Linked DNA regions of Cyprinus carpio: region 1 is linked to region 2. The links are chromatin contacts, called in public Hi-C maps. All regions are on one chromosome and are shown on one strand. The core of a region is the stretch at or near the end of the contact, and the rest is flanking DNA. Distances in the headings are between cores, read along the strand shown.

The links. A called contact is a pair of places that touch in the nucleus more often than the background predicts.
Region 1: a contact with region 2 is called in a Hi-C map of skeletal muscle, with 5 times the contacts expected there. The contact joins the enhancer-like site here to the promoter of adamts6 in region 2. A contact is called at or near these places in 3 of 8 Hi-C or Micro-C datasets (liver, red blood cells and skeletal muscle).

What each region holds. Positions count from the first base shown.
Region 1 is chrB10:5,845,073-5,847,772 of ASM1834038v1, forward strand. No RefSeq gene overlaps it. Among protein-coding and RNA genes, the nearest start is that of cwc27, 45 kb to the right of the region's middle. Within about 2 kb of position 1,284, at least 1 of the 8 cell types and tissues checked has an H3K27ac peak or open chromatin away from gene starts, as enhancers often do.
Region 2 is chrB10:5,753,537-5,756,236 of ASM1834038v1, forward strand. It overlaps adamts6 (A disintegrin and metalloproteinase with thrombospondin motifs 6), which reads left to right and starts at 1,443. Exons shown (of 26, transcript XM_042732217.1): 1 at 1,443-1,872; 2 at 2,228-2,331.

The DNA of each region.
Region 1 (2,700 bases), core at 34-2,533, 91 kb after region 2:
AAAATTATTTAAAATAACACTGAAATAAATTAATTTAATTAATTGAAATCAATTAAAGCTAAATAGAAATAAAAATACATTTCAAAAACATGTAAAATTACTAAATCTAAAATAAAAAAATCAATATGTCAAATGATACAATGCTTTAGTATACAGTCACATTCATAATACTTCTTCAAAATAAATGTGACGCGATTCATCTCAGAGCTGGTTAGTTTGATTAGGACCGAAGTACTGGAAAAATACAGTACTTTTGTTCTTAAATTCAATGTTATGCTCTCTATAAAAATCTATTAAAAAGGAAAACAATGACATTTAAGTAACATGATGCGAGAGAAGATATTTTACTGAATTTTGATTCCAATAAAGGATGCACACCTTTCAGTAGCCTCCGATCCAGACACAGTCGTTTTGAGCTATGTGTCCATGGTATCCTAGTGAAACATTCGTGTTGACCTCATCTCAACCTGATGACAATAACACAGCAAGAGAACAGCTGAAAAACAGCTCATGCACAGCATTACACAAAGGTAGTTAGCTCTGAATAAGCAAACAATATTCCATTCCTACCAAACTGCAGTATGGAGAAACAAAAAACAAAAAGGCTACAGTAAGAGGTATACTTGTTTTTAATGATTGACCCTAGCGCACAAGGGAAAGATGGCTTATGGAGACATCTAGAGTCCAGTACTTATACAAGCACCAGTGAGGGTGCAGATGTTTATTTTGGGTAATCTGGGCATCAGAGCATCAATGTCAAGATATTGTCAATGTATATCTTACTTTCCTCTGTGGAACACAAAACAAGAAATGAACAATGTTTCAGCTGATTCTGTCCAGGTAATCAAAGTCAATATGGTCCAAAAAACACTGATTGAATCCCATTTAAACCTTGCTTAAATCCTTTAGCACATTTGGTGGTCCTAGTCAAAAATGACCAGCCTTTTAAAACTTGCTTGTAAATCTCTCATTATGCTATATTATCACCAAATCTTGGACTCAATCTTCTACTCGGCTTTCTTTCTTTCAATTTTGTATTTCTTTTTTTAGGTTTACTGGTTGTTTATTGATCAGAGCTTATGCACATGAATAAATGAACGAATGAATGAATGATTTCATTAATTAACAAACAAAAGACATTATTTGTAGACAATTTTGGCAAAACACTCAAAAACTGAGGTGCATAATAATCTCAGGTCAATGAGACCTACAATCAATCAGTTCCAAAAATAAATATGCAACCTGTGTTAATTTGAAACTGATAAAAGAAAAGCTTGAATCCAAAAACATAGCATTAACAGGAAATTTATAAGCAATTTTTATAGCCCACAAGTTCACCACAAGCTTAACAAGGTCCCTTATGAAAAATTACCATGGTTTTATTATAGTTAAAGTGAAGTAACCACTGGTTTTTGTTGTTGTTGTGCATTGATTACCATTTGTATAACCACAGTTTTACTATAAATACCATGGTTAAACTATAAATAGTGTATCAAAACAACGGCTAATTAGTGGTACTATGGTTTAACTATAGTTACCATGTTTTTCGGTTTTATTTGCAGAAAAACCATGGTTAAGGGGTGAGGGAAAATCCCAGAAAAGTACATGAATTATCAAATAAATTGTGGGAAGTTGTTGCCCAAAGGCAGTAAGCTTTGTCCAATGCGATAATATTAGCTAGCATTTTTGGAAAAAGAAAAAAGAAAATCCTCTCCAGGTCAAAATAATCAGAACACAAAGAGAAAAAAAAGAAAGAAACCCATGCAGATTTGGAATGACATGAGGGTAACTAACTTTAGATTTTTAGGTGAACTATCTCTTTGAACTAACTTCTACAGAAGCTCTCACTGTCAAAATAATTGTCTGCTGAGTTTGTGTGAGAATCCAATGTTGGTGACACCGTCCCGCCAAACAACACCATTTCTTTCTTTGGCAAAGCTATGAAGAAAATGTCAGCGTTCAAGATGTGGATTAATGTGACTGTGCTTCAAACATCTCCTCTGAGGCAGCACACAGACATGTTTTTCAGAAAGGTATGAAAATAAGAAGCAGACCAGCCCGTTTCCTCCCCGGCAGTCTTGCACGCCGCCCAAACGTGGCCTCTTGAACGGTCTCAGACATGAGGAGCTTCATCATAACTCCAGAGTATCCAACATTTGGGAGGTTTAATAATAGAATCTAATGAATAATCCATGAAAGCGACTCTGATGTTTATGTTTATGTGTCAGGTGAGATGATGACAAAGTTCAGTCCATGTTGAAGAGTTAAGATTGCTTCATTGGTTAATAATTTAAAGTTCAGGGTTTTTCCTTGTCCCCATAGTCTTCCATAGTATACATTCAGGCAGGCCTTAAATGGAAATATTATTACAGTCGCAGACTGCAAGGTTAGATAACAACCATCCAGGGTGTAATTCAATGCAAAATGTCGTTCAGTCCGAAGTAAAATATTTTTGAGGTTTCCTTTTTAGAGTTTAACCTTGGTCTTGGTTGAAGACTTGGGCTTAATTTATTGTTTTGACTGGTTCCTTTCTATGCTTTAAAATTTTCGGGAAATAATATTCATTCCAGATCGGTCTCGTCAAATTCCTTTAGTACCAAGGTCTTCATGAGCAATGCACCATGGATCCAGAAGTCTGGCGAGTACAGGAGGGAAAATGAATGTGTTTTTGTTGATGGTTCAATCATTACACACTATCAG
Region 2 (2,700 bases), core at 193-2,692:
TTGAAAACTTGGGACAAATGCAGAAAATACGTCATGTTAGTAGACAAATGCAAAGACCGTCCATAGAAAAGAATCCTACATTATAAATTAAATTTTAATAACAATTTTAACTTTAATTTTAAATGCATACGACATTATGCACTTAGCATATTTACTTGATTACCCTAAGGTTAATATTTTTTTTTTTTTTTTTTTTTTTTTCTGTTTTTATATATCATTGCTCATTAATTTTACATTTCTTACATTTCAAATTACTACAACATATTTAGATAGACTGTCAGTGGTCTGAAACCCTCTGCGTTTCTTGATAATTTGTACATACACTAGAATTTAATAACTTGGAAATGGATCTACAACCATTTCTGGACTCATAACCCTCAACAACTTTCCATGTGAGCGTTCACAGTTTATTAGTTCCAAACATTATTGTGTTTCTGCAACTATATGCACAACTCATCAATTCTTAAATTATATTCATACCTGGCAATATGGAATTGCTTTCTTTTGCATTTGCAAAGTACTTCATTATTATTATTTGTGTGATATGATATTTAACTTATTAACATATAAACTATCAACATACAAAGAATGATTATGAGAATATATATATATATATACACTTTATTTTAAGGTGTCCTTGTTAGAGTGTACTTATACATTTAAGTACTGAGTAATATTAATTAACTACATATACTTAGCCTACTATATGGTTAGGGTTAGGGTTAGGGTTTGGCTTAGGGTTACTTGCAAGTAATTATGCATAATGTATTATTTTAATAAGTAGCCTACATGGAACGTGTAACAAGGACACCTTAAAATAAAGAGGGTTTCTTTTTCAGTTTTGTATTAGTTTTGTATTTGATCAGTCGCAGTGAATCAGTGCACTGTCACATAGTCACCTCAGGGTGTCGCTCCGAACTAAGCGATAATCCTCAATCAGCGAACAGACGTCTAGCGGGGCGACGTGCATATGAAATACCACTTTCATAACTCTGGACGATATTTATTTTTATACTACATTCTATTTTTATTTGATAGATAATGACATTTACAAACTCTTATTTTCTATTCTGTTGTTGATTTACTGTTTACCACTTTCATAAAAAGACACCTGCGCTTTTACAAACTCTTATTTTATATTCAACGTTGGCCAAAAAATTGAATGATTTACTGTAACTAATCGACACTCTTCTATTTTTATTTGATAGATAATGACATTTACAAACTCTTATTTTATATTGTGTTGTTGAATTTATTTTCAATCACATTTGACTCTAAACAGGACTTTAACTTGCTACATGCCTCGGACAATCTGAATGTTAAGCACAGAGATGTGTGTTACTCGTTTATCGAAGGTTTGTGTTGTTACCTGCTTCACCTGACGATCAGACGCACGCGCACGATCAGGCACATCTGCAATGACGTCATGGCGAACCTCCCCGGCGGTGTTTGAGTTTGAGTGCTGCCTCAAATCCGGCTTCAGTATTAAAGGCTGCAAGTCTCTGATCAGCGCTGCTGTCCTGCAAGCGCACCGATGCGCGTTACTGTTACTGTTCATCTCTGGTGAATCAAAGAGCACGAGACCAAACAATAAGCCATCACACACGCTGGAAACTTAAACAGTTAAACATGAGCTGATTACACAAACTTATTCAACAACTTTTTCATATTTTGGAGTCTTCCCCCCTGCATTGCTGATGAAGTGAGTTCATGGAGAGCTTTTTTTTTGGTTCCTGTACAAGGACACAACTACATTTGTTGGCATGAGAATGGCTTGAAGCGAAACGAGAGATTTGCTGAAGAATGCACTGAAGGGGAATCAAATGAAGATTTCTACTGTCTGCATGTGTTCTGCAATAAAAGATGAAGACGGTAACTATCATTTCTTACGGTCTTTCAGACAGGAAGGATAGTCTGGGCATTCCCAGTGGAGTTTGCACAGAAGATTTCAATGCATGTCAATATAACGGAGTCTGTTTTTAATAGTAATCCTTTGTGACGGCTTTATCTCAGACGACAACATTAATGAAAGATAGTAAATAAAAAAAAGAAAAAGAGTCCCTTGGTGCACATTTGTAGTCTTCTCGCTGGTCTGGTGTGTTTTTATTTCAGCGGTCAGTGTAATAGTGTTGGGCAGCTGCCAGCTGTCTGGGTCAGACACGTTTTAGACTCGAGCTGCTGTCTGGAAGAAGCCTTTTATTAAACTTATGAATGTTCGTCTGTACAGTTACCTCTTCAGCTTCTGCTGCGATAGTAAGAAACCCATGACATATAGGATATATCTGTCGGAACTGGACGACTCTTCTGGGCATTTGATTTGATGTTCATCCGGTGAGTTACTTCTGGAGTTGCTTTTACTGTCACATAGAGCTCTATACATTGAGTCTAGCAACAGTACTGTAACCCAGTCCTGCTTTGCAGATAGATAGATAGATAGATAGATAGATAGGCAGACTGACAGACAGATAAGCCTCATGTTGCTTCAAAATTGTGTAACTTTCTTCTGTGCAAGATAAAAGATGAAGTTTTGGGAAATGTATCACTGGTTATTTTTTTTGTCCATGCATTTTTTGTTAGTTACCAGTTTTCTTCTTTTGAGAAATGCACACAGATGAGTTCGTACGCGATGACAGAAGTGTTGTTTTTGTGTGAACTATCCATTTAACTATCCATGTTGTGTGTGTTTATATAACAAATATA